7 separate regions of the Mus musculus genome follow, and all the other regions are linked to region 5. A link is a contact called in public promoter capture Hi-C data. All regions are on one chromosome and are shown on one strand. The core of a region is the stretch at or near the end of the contact, and the rest is flanking DNA. Distances in the headings are between cores, read along the strand shown.

The links. Promoter capture Hi-C pulls out the DNA fragments that hold promoters and counts their contacts. Capture Hi-C pulls out chosen DNA fragments and counts their contacts.
Region 1: a contact with region 5 is called in a promoter capture Hi-C map of the C10 cell line, with 14 times the contacts expected there. The contact joins the enhancer-like site here to the promoter of Dcaf5 in region 5. A contact is called at or near these places in 8 of 39 promoter capture datasets (the 3T3-L1 cell line, the C10 cell line, the HPC-7 cell line and 6 more), 1 of 484 Hi-C or Micro-C datasets (bone marrow-derived macrophages) and 8 of 115 datasets of contacts at active chromatin or transcription factors (bone marrow-derived macrophages, embryonic limb bud, forebrain and 5 more).
Region 2: a promoter capture Hi-C map of liver shows a contact between it and region 5, with 6 times the contacts expected there. The contact joins the promoter of Zfyve26 here to the promoter of Dcaf5 in region 5. A contact is called at or near these places in 19 of 39 promoter capture datasets (the 3T3-L1 cell line, 3T3-L1-derived adipocytes, the C10 cell line and 12 more), 2 of 484 Hi-C or Micro-C datasets (B cells and CD8 T cells), 15 of 115 datasets of contacts at active chromatin or transcription factors (the 230-238 cell line, the NIH/3T3 cell line, astrocytes and 10 more) and 3 of 9 other capture datasets (adipose tissue, liver and pancreatic islet).
Region 3: a promoter capture Hi-C map of second pharyngeal arch cranial neural crest shows a contact between it and region 5. The contact joins the promoter of Rdh12 here to the promoter of Dcaf5 in region 5. A contact is called at or near these places in 13 of 39 promoter capture datasets (the 3T3-L1 cell line, the C10 cell line, cranial neural crest and 7 more), 1 of 115 datasets of contacts at active chromatin or transcription factors (forebrain) and 1 of 9 other capture datasets (liver).
Region 4: a contact with region 5 is called in a promoter capture Hi-C map of pre-B cells, with 2.8 times the contacts expected there. The contact joins the promoter of Arg2 here to the promoter of Dcaf5 in region 5. A contact is called at or near these places in 5 of 39 promoter capture datasets (the C10 cell line, cranial neural crest, hippocampal neurons and 2 more) and 2 of 115 datasets of contacts at active chromatin or transcription factors (embryonic stem cells and large pre-B cells).
Region 6: a promoter capture Hi-C map of cranial neural crest shows a contact between it and region 5. The contact joins the promoter of Synj2bp here to the promoter of Dcaf5 in region 5. A contact is called at or near these places in 2 of 39 promoter capture datasets (cranial neural crest and liver).
Region 7: a contact with region 5 is called in a promoter capture Hi-C map of liver, with 3 times the contacts expected there. The contact joins the promoter of Vti1b here to the promoter of Dcaf5 in region 5. A contact is called at or near these places in 9 of 39 promoter capture datasets (the 3T3-L1 cell line, the C10 cell line, the HPC-7 cell line and 5 more), 1 of 484 Hi-C or Micro-C datasets (B cells), 4 of 115 datasets of contacts at active chromatin or transcription factors (astrocytes, large pre-B cells, pro-B cells and 1 more) and 1 of 9 other capture datasets (liver).

Annotation. Positions count from the first base shown.
Region 1 is chr12:79,339,137-79,342,454 of GRCm38.p6, reverse strand. All of the region lies in intron 7 of Rad51b (RAD51 paralog B), which reads right to left. Among named protein-coding and RNA genes, the nearest start is that of Rad51b, 44 kb to the right of the region's middle. Within about 2 kb of position 1,729, at least 19 of the 459 cell types and tissues checked have an H3K27ac peak or open chromatin away from gene starts, as enhancers often do.
Region 2 is chr12:79,294,985-79,298,048 of GRCm38.p6, reverse strand. Zfyve26 (zinc finger, FYVE domain containing 26) reads left to right here and starts at 1,767. Exons shown (of 42, transcript NM_001008550.1): 1 at 1,767-1,823; 2 at 2,277-2,572. The coding sequence starts at 2,379. Rad51b (RAD51 paralog B) reads right to left here and starts at 767. Exons shown (of 11, transcript NM_009014.3): 1 at 717-767.
Region 3 is chr12:79,207,403-79,210,448 of GRCm38.p6, reverse strand. Rdh12 (retinol dehydrogenase 12) reads right to left here and starts at 1,536. Exons shown (of 7, transcript NM_030017.4): 1 at 1,341-1,536. The coding sequence starts at 1,408.
Region 4 is chr12:79,129,282-79,132,557 of GRCm38.p6, reverse strand. It overlaps Arg2 (arginase type II), which reads right to left and starts at 1,770. Exons shown (of 8, transcript NM_009705.3): 1 at 1,578-1,770; 2 at 645-717. The coding sequence starts at 1,688.
Region 5 is chr12:80,434,758-80,437,855 of GRCm38.p6, reverse strand. Dcaf5 (DDB1 and CUL4 associated factor 5) reads left to right here and starts at 1,255. Exons shown (of 9, transcript NM_177267.5): 1 at 1,255-1,671. The coding sequence starts at 1,458.
Region 6 is chr12:81,531,363-81,534,344 of GRCm38.p6, reverse strand. Synj2bp (synaptojanin 2 binding protein) reads left to right here and starts at 1,434. Exons shown (of 4, transcript NM_025292.7): 1 at 1,434-1,629. The coding sequence starts at 1,566. It overlaps Gm20498 (predicted gene 20498), which reads left to right and starts at 1,434. Exons shown (of 6, transcript NM_001309848.1): 1 at 1,434-1,629. The coding sequence starts at 1,566.
Region 7 is chr12:79,170,828-79,173,793 of GRCm38.p6, reverse strand. It overlaps Vti1b (vesicle transport through interaction with t-SNAREs 1B), which reads left to right and starts at 1,336. Exons shown (of 6, transcript NM_016800.3): 1 at 1,336-1,574. The coding sequence starts at 1,460.

The DNA of each region.
Region 1 (3,318 bases), core at 480-2,979, 1.1 Mb after region 5:
CATGCAGAGCTTCCTAATGTTCACAGGTCAATTATTACCAGTCTCATCAGAAATGTTTTTCAGTGTGAGTTTTCCAAATGATCACTTTTGTTTCAATATTTAAATGTTATTAGTAGCAATGACAGTTTTTCACTTGTTTCTTAAGAGGCAGGGGGAGAAATGTCTCTAGACATCAAAGTCTAAACAACCAGATTGCTTGCTAGCTATTTGTTTCCATATTAAAGCAGTATTATATAATACACAACTCACACAACAACAAAGGTGCCCTCAGAAACGTAAGAATGCCCACCTGCCTCGCAGACCCTGGGGGAGCTGAGCCAGCTGGGGACACATAGTTCCAGGTTCCTGAGTAGGGTGTTCTGTGTTACTTCATCTTCCCAGTCTCAATTTTATCTCGTCTAACGTGGGCAGGAGAGCTTCATTTTCACAGCCTCCATGGAAAAGTCTAGCACACAGGAAAACTAGCAAATTACAAGAATAAAAATCAATCGGCAGAGTCTCCCGTTCTTTACAAGTATTGCCTTTAAAGCTTACACTTGAGTGAATTCTCACTGCAAAACAACACAGACACGGTTTGCCATCTATTAATTACAACCTAACAGTCTACTCTGTGAACTCGATACTTGCATCAGCCTACCTAGCACTGTCAAGATCTCCAAGTGGATACACAAGCAAGAAAACTTTTAAACACAGTTTGCTTTTGAACTATGGCATTTACGTAGTAAAGAAAAGAAGAAAAGCTAGCTACCATTCCTAGACTGCAGGTAGACTTAATTTGCCCCTGCTGTTAGTGGACAAAGACACAGCAGGGGGCTGAAAGTCTGTAACAGAGATGCCCAAGTCAGCAGCTTTTCTAGTCACCAGAGTTGGTCCCTAGAGAGTCATGATTCTACAAGAGAAGTGCAGTTCAGAACCCTGTCTACCTGAAGGAGGAGCAGAGCTGGGAGACACGGATAGGAGCAATCCTTAGGGAGGTAAAATGTGACTCTCTAAGCTGTCTTGTAACCAGTGGGGCTATGCTCATAGCCTGACCTGCCAAAAACAACATTAAAGTCCTTTTGACCACAGTTGTAAAGACTCTAGTTTTATGTTTCAACCGAAAATAACGATTAACAAATTTAAAGCCAACGGTAATTCAGAGTACAATAAAAGTATGTTTATATAATGATTCAATAAATGATGTTTCTATGGCAGAAGAAATAGTGCCTCCCTGCTTCTTTACGGCATGCATGGGAAGGGCAGCACCCCCTCAGAGGAAGGCGGTCTAGATTGTTAGAGGATTGTGATGGCTAGGTGTTTTTTCTTTCTTTTCTTTTTGGAGATAGAGTCTCTCTATGTAGCCCTAGCTATCCTGGAACTTGCTATGTAGACCACCGGACAGCCTTGAACTCACAGAGATCTGCTCATCTCTGCCTCCAAAGCAGAAATTAAAGGCTTGTGCCACTGGGGCCAGCTCGTTTTTAACCATCAACTTTCCACAACCTAGAGTCATCTAAGAGCCTCAACTGAGGAACTGTGTAAATCAGGTTGGCTAGCGACATGTCTGGGGTGGACGCCTGGATTGTTCACCGATACAAGAGGACCCAGCCTGATGTGGGCAGCACCATTTCCCAGGCTGGGCTTGAACTGTATTACAGAGAGAAAGCTAGCTGAGCACAGGCAGGCCGGCAGCAGTAAGGATGTGTGCACTCTCCCTGATGTGCTGTGACTAGCAGTTTGAGTTCCTCGCCTTGGCTTCCCTCCAGTGGTGCTTATAACCCAGAATATAAGCCAAGCAAGCACTCTGCTCCCCTGTGTATCTTTTGGTCACAATATTTTATCACAGCAACAGAAATGAAACTAGAACAGGATGTTTCCAGCCGCAAGTAAATAAAGCCCGAGCTGAGGGGACTTGAACACCACCTCTGAAGCTTTTATGCATCCAAAGACTCTGATTTAGTAGGACAAAGGGAGGGCCTGAAATTCCAACAGGCAAAGGGGATGCTTCTGCCAGTCTATAGACCACAATGTCAATCCCAAGAACTGAACCACAAGAAAATACACAGATCAATGTAAATATAGGGGCTGGACACATGGCTCAGAGGTTAAGAGCACTTACTCCGTTATGAGAGGGCCGGAGTTCAGATTCCAGCACCCACATCAGGCAGTTCACAAATGCCTGAAATCCCAATACAATGTCCCCTACAGGCCCCTAGAGGCACCAGCATACACACACACACACACACACACACAGATAGATGATAGATAGATAGATAGATAGATAGATAGATAGATAATTCTTTTAAATTTTCTTTTAAAAATGTATATGCAAAACCAGAAATAAGACTTTTCACTAAGGTCAGCAAGGATTTAGTGGTCACATACCCTTAGACATGTTCTAGGAAAGAAAGTAGTGTTCATCAGATTTCAGTCAAGAACGAGAAAAATTACCAGAAGCTTTAAAAAATTTCTCGCACCCTGGAATTAGATCATCAGCTCCTGAGTGAACTGTTGGTCGGTAAGAGCAGCAAGGTGATCTTTGGACAAATCAGCTCAACGTGAACATGGGATAAGCTTCCCTGACACAAGCTGGAAAGTGCACAAAAGACAAAGGACAAAGAAGAACAAGTCACGAGTCCGTTAACAAGGAGCACAGAACAGATGCTGCACAAGGCACTTGCCAGACATTTGCAGAGATAAACACCGGTTCGGGCTAATTAAAAATCGCAGAGTACTCTATAAACATAAATGTTAAATATTTATTTTTAAATAACCACACTGAGTTATTACTAGATGGCAACCTTACTCAGTCTTCACAGAAAGAAAGCCTATTACAGCCTTCAAATATGACACTAGAAATCATTCATAACTATTACTTACAAGTTGTTTTTTAGAAATATTAATACTAGTCATAAAACACTTCAAAACTGAATAAAATTCATTAAGTACATTCTCTAAGTTTAGGAAAGTCTAATCCATCATTCAAGTAACTAAAGCTAAAACCAGCCCATACTAGTCTATTGCCATCTTAAAAAAAAAAAATCTGAGGCAAGGTATCTTTTTAAAGAAAATAAATAGTTCCAAGAATGATGGCTCATGACTCTAATTCCAGACATCAGGATCCAGGGGCAGGAAGACTGCCACAAACCTGAAGACAGCTTAGCCTACATAGTGAGTTCTAGGCCAGCCAGGGCTACACAGTGAAACCTGCCTCAAAAACAGAATGAAAAAGAGTGGGGGAGAAGGCTCAGAGGTGAGAGCACTTGTTCTTCCAGGAGACCCGAGTTCAGGTCCCGGGACTGGGGCAGCTCATATTCCCTGTGACCTAAAGATGGTCTA
Region 2 (3,064 bases), core at 518-3,017, 1.1 Mb after region 5:
CGAGTGCTATCTCCACACTTTGCACTTATTTCTTCCTTAATCTGATCTGTGCGTTATTATAGTGTATGCTTTTCTTTCTTCCTGATGTGTGCGTAAGCGCGTACGAGACAGAGGAGACAGCATCTCAGACTGAATTTCTGTTAGGCGCTCAATAAAAATAGTGAAGCAACAAAACCCAGCTATTTTGAGGAGGCTGAGGGGTTAATTTATTTATTGGGCCATTATTATGCGCCAGACACTAGTTTTAAATGCTTCGGATGTTTTTAATAAACACACGAACTAGCCAAGGGATCGAGCCAACATTCGAATCCAGAGATCTGACTCCAGATTCCGCGCTCTTAACACCACAAGTTTGACAGTCCCTAAACTTGCCCGGATGCCTAATTTGCCCAAGAGCGGAGGAAGAAGTATCAAGAGTTAGAAAACCTGACGCAAAACTTCCTAATAAAACAGAGCACCTTACAAGCATCACTCGCCTCCCTAGAGGAAGTCGGAAGCTCCAGGACCCCGTCCGGGTTCCAGGGACGAGCCCCGTTACAGAGTACGTGCTCAACACGCAGGACTCTCCGCGACCCCGGTATCAACAGCCACAGGCTCCAAGAGGGAGCACAAGATAATGAACACACCTTCCTCCCCACAACTGCCCCCTCAGAAAACTCCAGTACCAGGTCAGCAGCGTGGAACTTTCAAAGTTTCCCCCACCCTCACACAATTACCCGCGAAAAGTGCGAGCAGCAACATCTGGGGCTCTGGTTGGTTGGTACTCTGGCGACTTATCCAATCAGAAGCAGGAAAATCTCGGGTTAGCCCAGCTGTATTTTGGGAATTGTAGTTCAGTCTCGAAGGTTAATCTAATTAAATTTTTCCTTTGTAGTGATTGCTTAAATCGAGGAGCGGAACCTTTCAAGACGAATGTAGAGGAGGGAAAACCCTGACTGGAAATTCTTTTCCTCAGTGAATCGCATTTTAAAGTTATTTCCTGGGCCAGAGAAGGTTCTTTTGGGGGGCTGAGGGGTTGGAAAAAGGGTGGGCAATATGCCCTATTCCCGTTTTGGGATGAGAGTTTTGTGTTTCCTTTGCACTGTTCAACACATTTAGATGGTGAAAATGTCCGGGAAATACTAACTAAAGCGTCTCAAACTAAAATACATTGAAAAAGAACCACTCAGTTTAGTTGAAAAAATAAAAGAAGTCAAGTAGGTTTCGTATTTAAAACAGCTGCGTTAAGAAAAACTAATAAACTTAAGAACTGACTTGATTACATGATTTGTGAAAAGCCTTTGCTCACTCTTTGTTTTCGTTTGCAACTCCTTTGTACCGACCTCAGTCTTTCGATGGATATATAATTATATATGATATACACACGATAGAATTAGATAGAATAATGATACAGGAAGATCCAGAATTCCTGTGGCTAACCTATCATCTATCACTGGTTGGCACGGAGAAAATGTTGACATCAAAAACAAAACAAAACAGTGGCGGGTACGGAGCGTGGAACACAGATATTCCTGGCCCCAGCTCCCCCGAAATGAATAACTGTGGATGTTGCGAGAAGGAGCAATCATAATTAGGGAGAGTCCTCAGTCCTGTAGCTAGCGGATCTAACTCTTCCTTAGAGTCCCCGTAGCAATCAGGTGGCATCACGTGATTCAAACAAACACGGCACTTGATTTGCATCTTGCTTCTCCTGAGCCAATAAGAGTGGCGCTCTCTTTCGTCATCGCCGCCCGTTCCACCACTCTTCGCAATGGGACTTGTCACCTGACCGGGATCAAACATGGCTGCTCTGGACGGGAAAATGCATTCGACTCCCGGAGCAGGTGAGTGTAAGGCGCAGGGAAGATTGCGAGGGTGCTGTCCACGACCCCGCTAGGGGGAGCATCCCTGTCCCCCAGCCTCCCGGCTCCACAGTTCAGTCCCAGATTGATCCCCTAATCTTTAGCCTCTGTCTTAACAGAAGGCTCTAACCAAGGGAGTTTTCATCCTTACCAAGGCATCCACCAACCTAGAGATTTGTAGCCTGACAAAATGTTCAGGAGGGAATGCGGAAGTAAATGTATGTGTCTGCACCCCAGGCTAGCAAAAATATTAAGATTGTTATATGTGAGGTCTGCGGTAGAAGATGAGGTACACCCCTTAGAGAAAGAGACGGCTCTCAAAAAGAGATAGTAACAGGTCAAATTAAACCCAAAACAGTCATTAGAAAAGTAAGTTCTGCCGTTTCTTTTCGGGCCAGCAGCTGGTGGTTCATCTAAAGTTTCGTTTCTTCTCAGCTCGTGTGGTGTTTCTAGGGGGTACTTCACGGATGAGAAAATTGAGAATGTATTTCGCGTAACGCCTCTATTTTCTATCTACCTGCACTCTGTGCTGGGAAAATGAGTTACCCATTTGGGAAAGAGGAAACCGCTACAGAGGAGGAACTTTTTGAGTTTTTCTGTGAGTGCCTGCGGAGGGGAGACTGGGAGTTGGCACAAGCATGTGTACCTCAACTACACCGGGGACAAGGAGAGATCCCCCAAAAGGTGGAGGACATACTACAGGCGCTGGTGCAGTGTCCCATTCTGCTAAGGTAAGCGATCCCCGCTCCTACCAGGATCTAAGAGAGGAAGATAGTGGTTCAGTGTTTGTACTCTAGTCTGTGTGTGTGTGTGTGTGTGTGTGTGTGTGTGTGTAGGTTTTCGAGACAGGGTTTCTCTGTATAGCCCTGGCTGTCCTGGAACTCACTTTGTAGACCAGGCTGGCCTCGAAATCCACCTGCCTCTGACTCCCGAATGCTGGGATTAAAGGTGTACACCACCACGCCCGGCTGTACTCTAGTCTTTATGGCCCCCCAGTCAGCTACTATCTTAAAAAGTTAGCAGACGGGGAACACATTTCAATATTCTGATGTTTTATCTGTGTAATGTATTTTACATCTAATGTACTCCAATGGCCATGAATTATGCTCTGCAGCTGAGTTTAAGCCTGACTACCAAAAGGATCCTGAATATCATTTCTTGTTTATTATCCATAGAAGATGGCTTAACTGCATTTTGTCTCCAAAAGACAAACCCTGTTCATT
Region 3 (3,046 bases), core at 287-2,786, 1.2 Mb after region 5:
TCCTGAGCCCTATGGCTCCAATAGTTACTATAGGAACTAGCAGATAGCATCTGGGTTGACACATTAACTACTTCCCTCTCAGTTGTCTTTTTTGTTTAGAGAGAGAGCATCCTGAGTGACTTTCTGGCACTTTATTATGGATTTTATTTAGGCCATTGGCACACAGAGAAAGCTTTCTTGTTGAAAACAAGACCAGAGAGTCTAGAATACTTCCTGAACATCACTGGATGGCAGACACTGAGCTAGACACTTTCTATACACTGTCTTTTCTTGATATTTTCTACATGCACTGTCTAGCCTAGGCTAGACTTTCTACACCCAATATTTAGACTAGGCTAGACACTTTTCTACACTCATGAGGTCTATCCCAGGCTTGATTTTCTATACATTTTCTGTCTAGGTTTAAACACTTTCTGCACCCAGTCTACCTCCATGCTAAATAGTTTCTGCACTCACTATCTTTCCACATTTTCCATACATATTATCTTTCCATATGCCATTTATATTAATTTCCCCTGCCATTTCAGTATTACTTCTATATTACAAAAACAAACACACACAAGCAAACAAAAAAAACCTCTGAAGCCCAAAGATGTTTAAGTCATTTCTAAGGGTGGCCGGGACCAAGTATGACACTTTGACACTCTGTCCTCAGTATGCCTATCTAACCTTCCTTTGGGGTGGGGGTGGGGTCAGGTCAGGGGGCAAAGGTTCAAGACAGGGTCTCTCTGTATAGCCCTGGCTGCCCTGGAACTCGCTCTGTAGATCAGTCTGTCCTCTAATTCAGAGTTCTTTCTGCTTCTGCTTCCTGAGTGCTCGGATTAAAGGCACGTACAACCACACCTGGCTCCTAACCTTTCTAATCATCAACAAAATTTAAAGCCCCCACATAGAATAGCCATTTCTTGGCACCTCCACAAATCCCCAGTGAATCATTTCCAAAACACTTCTTGAGAGAAGTATCAAGGGAAGAGAGTTTGCTTCCTTTCCAGAGTGCCTAAGACTTGACAAGGAGTCCCTTAACGATGAAGTCCCCATGACACTCACCTCATCTAGGGACAGAAAAGAAAAGGAAAGTGTCAGAGAAACCTAAAGGAATCAGAGGAAAGTGCCACAGGACTCATCTACTCCGCCTTCCTCCTTCCTCGGCATCCGAATTCAAATCAGCCCCACCTCCTCCCACCCAGGTGCTTCCTTCTCGTTTTCTGCAGAGGCATCCAGAACCCCTCCTTTCCTGTTTTTAATGTACTAATCTCGCCTCCGCCACCTTCCCTCCTTCTTCTTTTAGAAGTCAAAACCATCTTCGTAAAGTATCTTTGAGTTGCTGGATTAAAACAAACCTGATGGATGGAGCTGTCAGATACAAGATGGAGAGGAAGGACGTAAGCAGTACCAAGATAAACAGCATCTTGTCAACTTTCTTAGTTGCTGCTTCCCACCCTCAACCTAGCCCGAGGATCCTTCTCTGGCTCCAATTCCTGGCAGCTTCTGTTGGTTCTTGGTTCCTCTCACTCTGGGACACTCAGCAACTGGCTGGCTTAAGCAATGCCCAGAATCTTACTTAAATCCGAGAGCCGCCAGAGCACAGCCTCCTGGGAGTTGTAGTCCTAGAGGGGTGGGGCTTAAGGAAAGATTAGGGCTTCACCTTATATTGGCAGTGAGAATTTGGCAATACTGGAGTTCCTCCTCAACACGCTATTTTCAAGATAGAATATGTTACACATTATCAGCAGGCTTCAAAAAAGCCAGGCATAGTGACAACGTCTTATAATCAACGTATTTGGCAGGCTGAAGCAGATGATCACTTGAGTCTGTAGTTCAAGACTGGCCTAAACAACATAATAAACTGTGTCAAAACAAAACCAAACCAAAAAAAACAAAACAAAGAAAAAAGCAAGCATGCGAACAAACAAAAAAAAAATCCTCCAAGTCCTAATGATGCTTGAAATATGTGTGATTAAAAATGGAAGAGAGATAGTAAGAAGGATGGCTAAGTAGGTCAAAGCACTTTCCATGTGAGCTTGTTGGTATGTGTCCAATCCCCAGGATCCATGTAGAAGTCAGATGTGGCAGCTCAGGCCAGAAGAGTGGCTGCCGTCTGTAACCACAGTAGTCCTACTTCAAAATGGAAACTGGAGCTCAAAGGCCAGGTAGCCTCGAGGAAGTGGAACTGCAGGATCAAGAGGTAGGTACGCACAAACCTTGCTTCGAAGACAAAGTAAAAGGAGTGACCTGACTTTTGAAAACTTGTTCTCTAATCTCCATATGCATGTCCCTACAAACCCCAAAGTAAATTAACAGGGCAGGGAAAGTGGCTCAGCAGGTATCAGCAATAGCAAACAGGCACAGTGACCTGAGTTTGGTTCCCAGGTCCCACAGCCAACTCTCCAAGTGACACTGTGACCTCCACACATGCTGAAGCCTGTGCATTCCTGCACTCTCATGTATATATAACCAATTAAATAAGTAAAAGTTAAAAATAAATAAATGGAAGAAATAGGGAGTGGCTGAAGGTCCTGTGGGGCTGGCAATGTGCTGGTCTTTGATCTTCGTGCTAGTACACAGGTGTGCTTACTGTGAACAATCACTGAGTTGGGCGCTTTTGATTTGGGCATTTTGTGTGTGTTCTTTACATTACACTTCAGTGAAGTTGACACACCCAACGACATGTCAAGCAAGAGTAGAGTGTTTAAGTATTCTCGAGCTAGACTCAAATTCCTGACTCAAATCCCAGCTCAGCATCCTTCAAGCTTCAAGGTCCTGGGCAAGTTATTGAGTCTTTCTGCTGCCTCAGTTTACTTGATTATCCAATGGGAGTGATTATCAGTTGCAAGTCTCCACATGGCCACTCGGGCCACTCACCTCAGATGATTCTCAGGTCAGGTGGACTCAGGGGAGGACACAGCAGTGGGACAGCAGCTTTGTAAAACAGAGATGAGGGGCTACTCTCTGATTTGACCTTTGGTGGTGGTTTGTCAAGTGGAGTCACACAGCTGTGGCCGATGTCACCATGGTCTAGAACATTCTGTAAGAACAGAGCCTACAG
Region 4 (3,276 bases), core at 521-3,020, 1.3 Mb after region 5:
AAAGTCTAAACACTACCTTAATTACAACACAGAAAATTGCAAATCTGACTTCAAGGAATGCCTGTAAAAATGCACAGATCTATCTAGCTCTTACCTCATCTGCAAGGAGTCAGAACTCTTCCATGGAGGAGGCTAGCTAGGAACTGCTTTGAACAAGTCACCCAAGTGATTTCATAATTAGGTAGTTTTGGGGAAAAAAAAAAAAAAAACATCTACATCAGGGTTACAATAATACAAACCCACTAGCCCCAGAGAGGAAATGGTTTGGAAAGAGGCAACACGTGTGGTGGATGACTCAGGCTTGGCTCAAGTCTGAGTTAGGAAAGCTACCTTGTAACCAGGAAAGGTTAACTGAGCAGTTAGCTCTTGAGCGAGCTAGAATCCTTAGCTGCACTGGCAGTACACTGGCAGTACACTGTTCCAGGACCTACTTTGCTCTGCTTCACTTTCCCCAACACTATCTGCAAGAAGACTTCCTCTGAAGATTCCCTGATAGATGTTTATCTGCAGAAGGAATCCAAAGGATACCAGATGGGAACAAATTACAGGTGCCAAGCTGCTACCACAGGATCAGGATAGAAGAGATGAGATTCTGAACAGGTTTTTTCCCCTTCCGGAACAAACACAGAAATCCAACCACTTACCCAACCTGGAGAGCCTCTTCAGCAAGCCAGCTTCTCGAATGGCAGCTGGACCATATTCCACTCCTAGCTTCTTCTGTGAATCATACAAACCCCACAGACATAAGAGAAGGTGAGGAAAGGAGCAGAAACACTTTGACACAGAAATCTCTGCTGCTACCCGGAGCTCCTAAAAGACTCCTCTGCAAACCTTTCACAGCATCAAAACTTCTACTGTAGAAGGCTGATCGTTTCACTAAATGCTTAATGGGCGGAGGGAAGATTCTGTTCTTGAAAGCAAATCAACCTTCTGAGTCCCTCACTGAGAGCCAGACCAGGAAAGTCTCGGATCAGGAAAGGGCTCAGTGAGCTTTGATCCGGTACCTGTATCTGGCAGAACGCGGCACCTAGCTTCCCCATCAGTGAGTGCGCCCTCCGCGACAGCAGGTTCCTTTCATTGAAGGCAGAACAAAGCCCCTTCGTCCCTCCCGCAGTTGCAGAGACCGACATCAATTTCTTTCCAGGTTAATGCTCTTTCTGCAAGAATAGAACCTGAAGCCTGCCTTAATCCCCGGTCACCGTCTCTAACCTCCTCTCCGACAATTTCTCAACGATCCCGGTTTTGCCTTCTCCAGCTCCTCCATGGAATCCTCTCTCTTTTCCTTCCTGTCATCACCCCAAAGCTGGAAATGCCCACTCTCCGTCGTCCTGGAGGCCGCAGATGCTCGCTTCTCGATGCCCACTTCCCTCCCTCTCGATGCCCAGTGCCCTCTCTCACCCCCTTGCCTTCCATCAGTCCCTCATCTCCATCTGGGTCCAGGAAAACCCAACGTGCGCTCCACGTACCCGCCATGGGATCCCGCGAGCTCTTCCCCCCGTTTTTTCCCCCCTCCTCCCTCCTGGCCCCAAGAAACTCTCTAGGCTTAGTGTCCCGTCAGCTCGGGTCGCAGCTCTCACCTGTCCCCGAGAGAAAGGGGCTCCGACTATAGCTACAGAGTGGACGGATCTCGTCAGGACGCAAGGAATTTGCCCGTGGAGGAGACGGGAGGCGCTGCTCCTCAGGAACATGATTGGCAGGGAGGGGATTACCCTAGGAGAACCGGCTCGGTGCAACTCAGGACCTCGAGTGAGTGCAGCCTCCCACAGCTTCGATGCTTCACTAGGCGAGCGCACCGCCCTGTGACGTCAGCATCTCTCGGACACGCCTCCAACCAGCCCCCGGCGCACCTTCTCGGAGGACTACAGCTCTCCAGGGCCTGGGACGCGCCTGCCGTTAAGTCACCATTGGACCTGTCCTCTCTTTCCCTGGACACGCTCCCCCCGCCCCCGATGCCTAAGCCACCAAGGCGGATACCATAAAGCCGCTGATCAGAGTGGCACCTGTGTGGTTTCCCGGGAAGCAGCGTCCCTGCCAGGTTGGAGACCTCAGTGGAACTTGAGAACTTGACACATGTACCCGCCCCAGGCGCTATCTCGGCTGAAGAGTTGGCACTGGCCGTGGCCTGCCCGCACCCGGGGTCATCTGCTAACCCACACCAAGTCAGCATCCATCTGCAGCTTTCTATCTCAAAGCTTAAAATCCTAGAAACATTTACCCCATCAGTGTCCTCTTGAGTCTGGCTTTTTAAAAACTCACCTACCTTGGATCTTTGGGGAGAATTTAGAATTTACCAAGCAATTACTTTCTAGATTTTTTTTTTAATTTTTTTAAACAAAATTTTATTTCCTTTTCAGATTTTTTTAAATGTGTATGAGTGTTTTGCCTGTATATATGTTTGTGCACCACAGACATTCATGGTGCCCAGGGAAGTCAGAAGTGGATATAGGATTTGCTGGAACTAGAGTTACTACAGACCTTTATGAGCCACCATGTGAGTGCTGAGAATCAAACCCAAGCCCTTAGCAAAAGTAACAGATGCTCTTAACTGTTCAGCTACCTCTCTGGGCCCCTGTTTTCAGTTCTTTACATGAACAATAAGAGCACTGGTTACTAGAGGCCAACTATATCAACACATTCTGATCATTCTAAATTAAAAGGAGGCTGAAACAAATCCAAAAATATCAAGGAGCTTTTCATGGTTTTAATAGTAAATAGTGGCTGATGGCCCTGCAATTACGGACACACATTGCTCTTGCAGAGGACCTGGTTTTTGCAGAGTTTTATGCATAGCCATTAACCCCAGCTTCTGGGGAATCCGATGCTTCTTGCCTCCACAGACACAGCAAGCTAGGGGAGATAGAAGGATCTGCATTCTTTGTTGTAAGCACAAGTTTACAGTATGATAAAATGGACATATTGAGTGTTTCATACAGTGGCAAGATTGTCTAACACTGTACTCTTAACTGTGACTCTGTAGCCTGCTGTAGTGGCTATTCCTGGTTGTCAACTTGACAATATTTGGAATGAACTACAATCCGGAATTGGAAGGCTCACCAGTGACCCTTATCTGGAGGCTTGGAGATCCTTATCTGGATCTTGGTTTGAAGATCTTGAGCCGTAGTGGCTATGGATTCCAGAAGATTGAATCTCCGAGTTAAGGAACACACCTTTAATCTGGGCTATGCCTTTCATCTGGGATTAAAGGTGTGGTGGAACACACCTTTAATCCGGGCTACACCTTTTGCTGGAGACAATATAAGGACATTGGAAGAAGGG
Region 5 (3,098 bases), core at 6-2,505:
GCAAAAAAATAATTTTGCTTGACAGGTGAACCTCTTCCTCATTCCCCATCTTTATCTTAAGAATTTCTTTAGTTCATCTTTCACCTATGGTTGTATTTAACCACTCCTGTGCCATCTCTGGTCCTGAGATTGTAATTCGTGTTAAACTGAAAGGGCAAACCTGACACCTGCCTATTTCAGGTTAGTTAATTACCACTAATGATAGAGGATAGTTTCCTGGAAAAGCACTCCATTGAAAAGGGGACTTTCAACTTTACCTGGTAAAATTCCAGTGCACTTACCCAGTTTCCTCACTGAGGTCAACTCAACTGAGGACTCCTGCACTATTGAAAGGCAGCTACTTCTGGACTATACTGTGGCTGCTGGTTAACAGCTGTGCATCTCCAGGCCTCCATTCTCAAGACCTTTGGCCTCACCCCTACCAATGAAATAAGATACTGCTACGTTTCATAATGTTTCTTGTGGCTTGCAAATGCATCTGGAACCAATGGACAGAGGACCTTCTCAATTTGATTTTGGCAATTTTCTTCTCACTTTCTTTTGGGAGTGGGGGGTGGGGATTGTTAGTGCTAGAGATTGAACCCAGAACTTGAAGAATGCAAAAAGCATACGCTCTACTATATGGCTACTATATCAGCTCAATTCTCTTTTCACCTCTCCGCAACCCCCTAAACCCAAGTGTCCTATCAGCTTGAATAATTCTGCCTTTTTTTTTAAACCGATAGGCTGGGGGTGGTGGTGGGGGTGGTGGTGAGTGTCAATTAGAAAACTGAATTGGAGAATAGAAGGGTGTATCAACATTTTTGGAAAGGGCAGGTGCACCGATAAAACCCCACAGACAACCTCCTTCCAGACGTCCAGTCCAATCGTGGGTTCCCTCACTTGAACAGGGAACTGGGCGCCCCAGGAGGCAGCGAGCAGCGCTGGGCGAGCCGCTGTCCCTCCAGGGAAGGAGGGTGAGCCCGCAGGCCGGCTGCCACTCTGATTGTTACGCGTGTCCAACTTCAGAGTGCGGCGTGCCGGGGGTGCCCCGTCGCCGCCATCCTGAGCCAACCGTGGTTCGGCGCGGTCAGCGGCCGCTGCAAGCCGCCGCCCGCCATCTCCGGGCAGCCGTCCGCGGGGGAGGGGCAGCTGGCGCCCGCGTTCTCCGGCCCGGCGGCCGGCGGAAGAGCCCCGCACCGCGGAAGCGCGACCGCAGCTGGGGATCAGCTGCTGGAGGCGGCAGGGAGGCGGAGCCTAGGGGGGAAGGGGAGGGAGGGACGCGACCGTGAGGAAGCCGCGAACGCCGCCGACCGACCGTCTGCACACCTCGCTCCGTCTGCCATGGCTGGTTAAAGAAGCCTCCGGCTCGCTGCGCGCGGGGAGGGACGGGACGGGAGGGGAGCGGCGGCCCGGCGTGCGGCCGAGGGAGGGGCGGCGGCGCGAGCTGCAGCGGCGGTGGCGGCGGCGGTTCCAGCATGAAGAGGAGAGCTGGCCTGGGGGGCAGCATGAGGTCAGTGGTGGGCTTCTTGTCCCAGCGGGGCTTGCATGGGGACCCCCTGCTCACTCAGGACTTTCAGAGGAGACGCCTGCGGGGCTGCAGAAACCTCTACAAGAAGGACCTTCTCGGCCACTTCGGCTGTGTCAATGCCATTGAATTCTCCAACAATGGAGGCCAGTGGCTGGTCTCAGGTAAATCAACCCCCTTCCTTCCCCTCCCCGCGCCTCCCGCTCCCCTTCCAGCTGCCCCTTCCCCTTCCCCGCCACCCTCCTGCTGCCCTGCGTCCCCACCCCCGCCCTTCTCAACCCCTCTCCAGCGGTGGGAAGATTTGGTGTGAAATTAATACCATTGCAGGGGGAGGGAGGAAGGGAGGGGGGAGGGAAGGAAGAAGGGGAAGGAGAGGAGGATGTCTTCTATATATATAAAAAAAGACCTAAAATGGTTGACAGGTCTTTAATGTGCTTTATCCCAAGTGCAAAGTGGTCCCTCCAGATGCCTGCCCCACCAGTGTGGGTCGGGGAGGGGGACGAGGTTACGGTTTGACTAAGTTGGTTGGCAAACTCTTCCTCTGCGTAGTTTAAAAGGTGCGGGGGGCACTGGGGGGAGGGCTGGCCGGGGGGGGGGGGGAGACCAAGGCTCGCCAAAGGCCAGGCGAAGCTCGAGCCCCAGTCCTCGGTGTCATGGAGAAAAGGGGCCTCGGAGCCGGAGGCCGGCGGTGACAGAGCCGGACACCGTGGGGCCAGCGGGGTCGGGCGGGTGGTGACGGGTAGCAGAGAGGCGTCCCCTCCCCCTGGCTCTCTCAGGGCCCAATCCCATCTCCCAGCACGCAGTGGTAGCCTCTTCAGCGTCTTGTTTTTATTATGGTTCCGAGAGTGGCGAGGGCTCTAGCGACCTAGGGACACCAACCAGCCTGAACTTGGATGCGCTGTTCGGGAGGCAGGGCTTCAGGAGGACCCCCCGGGAGACCTACTGGCGGGAGGCGGGCTCCAGGACCCCCTTCACCCGCGCGGCTCCTGTTGCAGGGCTGCTCGCCTCCTCCCCCACCCGGTTCAGCTGGGCCTACTTGCCTCCAGGGTCTCCCCGCTGGGGTGGGGGAAAGTGGTGCAATCGAGGCCGGGGCTCCGGCCGGGCGGTGTAGGCCTTGCTCTCTCGGGGCTCCTAGCGACAGGCAGCTGAATCGATAGCCTATTGCTCCGGGGGGGGAGGCCGGACCCGAGCGGCGGCGGCGACGGTGGCAGCGGCGGCGCCTGCGTACGCCGCGGCAGGGTCGCTGGCTGCCCCCGCTCCTCCCCTGGGGTCGCGGCCCCGGGTGTGGGCGGGTGGGGCTGGGCTCTTGCCCGAGAAGGGGCGGCTCCCTGAAACCCGGCTGCGCTGTGAAGGGCCTAGACCAGATCGGGCGTTCCCGCTCGCCTCCTTCCTCGACCCTTTTTCCTATACTGGGAGGGTTGGGCGGGGGGGGGGGGGGGGGCAGCCCTGGACGTGGCGCTTAACTTCATCCAGGTGGATACCTGAATGGCTTTCTAATTTGCGTCAGTGGGCAGCTTTCCAGAAACTTCGGCGGTTATGGCAAAGCATCTGTCTTCGCAAGTATCAGGCGGAAGTGCCACCATGAGTATGG
Region 6 (2,982 bases), core at 185-2,684, 1.1 Mb before region 5:
GTAAGTACACTGTAGCTGACTTCAGACACTCCAGAAAAGGGTATCAGATCTTGTTACAGATGGTTGTGAGCCACCATATGGTTGCTGGGATTTGAACTCATGACCTTTGGAAGAGCCGTCAGTGCTCTTACCTGCTGAGCTATCTCAGCAGCCCGGCAAGAGATTTTAATCAGACCTGGAGATGACAGGATCCTTCTCCCCTCATGCCTCAGGTTCCCTGCCTTCTTGTCCTGTCTCATTCCTATAGAATCCACCTCTGACTTGTTTTAATAAACCTGAGTTGCTGGCTTGGCTTTTAGCCATAACTTTGAATACCATAGTCTGATTATGCAGTCTTTGATTCTCTTAACACCACAGGAGTCCCTTGAGTCACCATACATATTTATGGTCACCTTCCTGGTCCTTAAGGCCTTTGTAGTTTTGATACCTGAAAGTTTCTTCACCTCTGTTTGGAATGTCCGATCTTAAAAGTCAAGATGGGCTGGAAAGTCACATCTTAAGTCTTGCAATCATTTTGTGAAAAGGACATTTCACCTCCTTTTGCTTGGAGGATTTTTCTTGAACAAGCCTATGATTATCTTTCCTCTGTATATGTGTACACATTTCTTAAGTTAGATAGGCCTATTATTAAATGCAAGCCAGGGATATATACATCTATTTAAAAGTTAAGTAAGAGTCTTGTCAGGTCTAAGTTAAGAAATCTTGTGCATAAGGCCCTGGAAAACAATGCTCTCAGATGTAAATATCAGGGAAATCCTCACTTCCTGTCATGTGTGTCAGCCCAGGTGCCTTGCTTTAAGCAGTGAACACTTGCTTGATGAGAGAGAGAGAGAGAGAGAGAGGGGGGGGAGGGGGAGGGGGAAGGGGAGGGGGAGGGAAAGGGAGTGGGGAGGAGGAGGAGGGGAGGGGGAGAAGGAGAGATGGGGGGAGGTTTCATTTTTTTATTTGGATACATTTTATTAACTAACACGGGGACTGCTAACGAAGGAACTTGAAGCAGTGTTACCAAGTTTTCTTACATGGGGCATCACATTGGATTTCATCTGTATTGCACAAAAGGTTACAATTTCCCACCCAAGTATGCAATCTCATTAGTACTTTGCCTATGATGCCTTTCATAGAGTGGTTTGAGGCTCATAAAAGATCTCTCTCACACACACACACACACACACACACACACACACACACACACACACACATTTGTAGATATTTTGAGATTTTTATTTAAAATGTCAAACGTATCAATGTAATTCTATCTCATACCATTATTACCCTCTCTCCTTCCCCATGCTCTTCCAGTGTAAGCGAGCATTATACCTCTCTTTGCTCATGGCTCCTCAGGATCGGCCTTGAGAACAGTGCGAGGTACCGGAAAACGCTGGTGGGCTCAGAGAACCACCACTCCCAGCATCCTCCACGTTCCCAGTGCCCGCGGTTTCCTTTTCCGGTCTGACCGCTGAGGAAACTGTAAAAGCTATGCTGGGGAGGCAGCGCGGAGCTTGATTCACCTTCACCTGCTCTGGCCACCCGCTGACCCGGGGTTTCCGGCCGGAGAGCAGTCAGATATGAACGGACGGGTGGATTATTTAGTCACGGAGGAAGAGATCAACCTGACGAGAGGACCTTCGGGTAGGCGCGGGACATGGAGGGAGTAATTGCTGCGTCCCTTGCTTTGGCGGAGCCGGGTTTACCTGGCTGGAGAGCAGGCAGGCCCCGACCGAGCGGCTTCCCAGAACGCTATCGGGCACGGAGCAAAGAGTCCATTGGCATCTTTTGTTAGCTAGATAACGGACCCAAGGACTCTGCCCCATAATCCAGTCGGATTACCACAGGCGTTTATGGCCAGGACGGGTTTCTTGCTGTTGGTGGCAATAGCCAAGACCAGGAAAAAGCCCGCTGTTTAGCCAGCGTGTGGGAGCCGCCGTATCCGTTATTCAGTTGCTTGCTCCATCCTTGTTTCTTCGCCGAGGGCCCGTTCAGGTAAAAACAGGAGCAGCGAACGGCGGTGTGTGTGTGTGTGTGTGTGTGTGTGTGTGTGTGTGTGTGTGTGTGTGTGTTTCTGAGTGTCTCACAGTTTCTCCGGTGCTAGGGTCCCTGCCTGCATTTTTGCGGAATCAATTTACCATATCAACTGGAATGCTAAAGCGGGCGGAGACCTTTTACAGAAGTTTTCAGACCTGGCCACACTTGACCACCATTACTTGGGCGTTTTCGTTTTTACTTTTTAGCAAAATATTGAAATGAAAATGTTGTTTTCTAGTCTCACCTTTAGAAATTTGGATTCAGTGTGGATCAAACAATTCTTGAAACAAACACTTCATGTGATTCTGACAGGAAAATTCCCATTTAGCGTTGCTGTGTGGTCTTCCTCATGGATGCTCATAGCTGGATTACTACATCGTGTCACTGCCTTCCTTAGGCTTTGCAGTTTTCTTTATGGCCTTAACATTTTAGGTTTAGGGTTCACCACTTAGAGCCAAGATTTTTTGTTTTTGTTTTTTGTTTTAAATCTAACATCTTACCAGTTTTTTGTTGTTGTTGCTTTTTTTTTTTTGGCTTGTTTTAATGTATTGGCAGAATAACTTAACTGATGGATTCTTGTAGTTTCTTTTCTGTAACATGGAGACAGTTATGAAATGAAGCGTTTCACATATAGTGTTAGGATGAAGCCACTTGCTCTCTGGAAAATATTTAGGACAATGTCTTGATATATGGTAAGCAGTGTGTATTTGTTACTGTTGTCATTAGTGAGTGAATGGCTAAACTGACTCCAGTAAGTTCTGTTAGATACTGTATTCCAAGAGTTGAATAAATCATTGGTTACTGTGAATTTCTATTCTGATGGCCACTACTTAGCATAGTCTGTTAACTTTCCTTATCTATAAGTTTGCAATAGCTTAATCACTGCTGACTATTCTGTGTAAAGCACAGCTTTCAGAACTAATCATATATTTTGTCTTCCTGTTATGAGAAAATTGGAAG
Region 7 (2,966 bases), core at 87-2,586, 1.3 Mb after region 5:
CATATTCAAGTATAAATTTTTTAATTTTATGTTTTTTGGGCATGGTTTCTCTATATGGTCTGGCTGTCCTGCAATGTGCTCTGTAGACCAGGCTGGCCTCGAACTCAGTGATCCATCTGCCTCTGTCTTCCAAGTGCTAGGATTAAAATTGAACAACAACACTCTTGAACTACCTTTTAATTTTATAAGAAAAATATTAAGACTTCGCACCACTGCTAACAACATCAGACTTTGTCATCCCTGCACACTGCGTTTTGTTTTTATTTTTTCATTGAATTTAACGGTTGGTGGATTCAAGCTTGTAAAACCCAGGGCTTCAAAGACAAAAATCACCAGGAACCCACTCCCACACACACCTTAGAAGATGGACTATAGGATTTGCTTATGCTAGATAAGTGTTGTACCCCTCGGTAACACCCTTTTATATATATATATATATATATATATATATATATATATATATATATATATATATATATATATTTCCATGTATAAATATTGAATCACCACGAAAACTTTTGTGAGTGGGCCCTTTGTTGGAAACCCTGCCAACAGTATACACAGGGGTTTATATCTATGGAAGGACAGAAAGGACTTCGTAATTGTTGATATATTTCACATAAGGGCAGATAAGATGGGTCTGTCTTCCACACCAAATCATACATTACCCAAGGGCAGAGACAAAATTACTTTGATCAATATATAACTTTGGTTTATCAAAATGTCTATTCTTAACATGTTGTGAATGAGAACCCGGGGCAGCCTAATGGTCTGGACTGGTTCAGCCGCTAAAAGCTGTGGGTATTCTGGGATCACACTGCCCATTTTCCGGTTCTGAAAACATGTGACCCTGGCCACTTAATCTCTCCACTTTTATTAGAGTTATACCATCCGAGGGTAGGCAGGCCTCTGCTCATCTATCTAGGGCTGAGACTGAACATTTAGACGGGATATGAAGTCAGGTGGCAGAAGGAACTGCGATGACAGCGAGGGGCGTGTGCTAGCCAGTCTGCGCAACACCGCTGGCACTCCGGGCCCTCCCTGCACGGCCGTCCTCCCTCACTTAACTACAATTCCCAGTATGCACTGCAGGACCGGCGGGCCCGGATGAGGCGGCCGAGGCGCCAGTCCCGCGGGCTCCCTCGGGCCCTTCCCTTTGGTACCTCCTCTGTGCCCACTGTTTGTCTCCAGGTCGGAGCCACCGGCTCGTCTTGGCGCGAGACCGCGCCCCTGTAGTAGCTGAGTGTCGTCCCCGCCCCGGCTTCTTGTCAGGCTTTGGCGCCCGGCGCCCGTGCAGTGACAAGCAGGGGGAGGGCGTCCGGCTCCGAGGACCCCGGAAGCGCCTGATTCCGGGAGGCCGAGGTGCGGCTGCAGTGATGGCTTCGGGGCTGGGCAGCTGATTGCTGAGGTGGGAGTGGGCCCAGCGCCCGGTGGCCGCAGCTCACGCGCAACCTGCGCCATGGCCGCCTCCGCCGCCTCCTCCGAGCATTTCGAGAAGCTGCACGAGATCTTCCGCGGCCTCCTTGAAGACTTACAAGGGGTGCCGGAGCGGCTGCTGGGGACCGCGGGGACAGGTGAGGCGGGGGCGGGACCAGGCCGGGAGGACTCCGCAGGGTGCAGGATCCCAAACACCGACCCGGGGCTCCCCGCTTCCCCTTTGGGCACGCCCCCTGCTGCTGTCGGGCCCCGGACGCCCAGGGTGTGCTGCCTCTTGTGGTGACTGGGGGCGTGCAAAGGGATAGACATTAGGATGTCCTCTCCTAGCGAGCCTTTAGTTATCTTCCTCTCCCAGTAGCATAGGGCATTCTTCAATCTGTGCTCCTGTGACAAAACAAAAAACAAAAACAAAAAACAAAAAAAACCCTTAATTTGGAGTTGGGCATGTAGGAGTTTGGCATTTTGGTAGGCAATGAAATTTTAAAAATAGTTGTAACCATGGAGATTAGCTTATATGTGAGACAGTGGCGGGAGGTGAGGGGAGGAAGACAGCTACATTGGAGAGGAACCGGAAGTCTCACATTTAGACTTTTTTGACGTACTAGGGTAAATCCTTAAGGAACATAAGCAGCGGAGTAATGTGGATTTCATTTTAGAAGCAAGGCGGCGGATAGCTGGATAGAGGATGTGAGAATGGCTATAAGAGACTGTGTTAGGAGCTTCTATGACAGTTGACTGGGTAAGCATGCGAATCTGGAGAGTGAGCATTAAATCCAACAGGTGGTGCCGAGATTTATGAGACTGGTGGATGTGAGGAGGAAGATTGAGAAGGGGCCGTGTCTTCTCACGTGATCAGTTGAATGAATGAACTTAAATAAGAGGCGCATACTCGTTTGAGCTGGAGATGAGAATGTCTACCTGTGCATTAAAGATAACAGTGTATGACAAAATATTTTTCTGCCATTCAAGAGATTGCCAGTGGTGAACACTTTTAATCCCAGCACTTGGGAGGTAGAAACAGAATCTCAGTGAGTTCAAGGCCAGCCTGGTTTTACACAGCAACACAGAGTTCCAGACCAGCTAGATTCTTCTATCTTGAGACTCTATCAAAAATTAAAAAAAAAAAAAAAAAAAAAGGAAGGAAGGAAAGAAAAGAGTTCTAGAGTCAGATTATCTAAGTTACATACACCTTTTATTAGCTATGTGACTTTGCAAGTTATTTTAACCAAACTAGTTTCCACTATAAAGTAAAACGTAGCATCTGACTTCATGGAGTTTTTGTGGGGAGTAAATGAGATATGTAAAGCTATTAAAAACACCGTCTGGCAACAGTAAGAGCTACCAGCTATTATTAATATGTGTTTGTTGTTTTATTTAGAAATATTAGCTCTCTACACAGTTATTCTTAGGATGCTCTTTTTGCTTGCTTGTTTTTGTTTTTTTGGGTTTGTGTTTGTTTTTCAAGACAGGGTTTCTCTGTGTAGTCTTGGCTGTCCTGGAACTCTCTCTGTAGACTAGGCTGGCCTCAA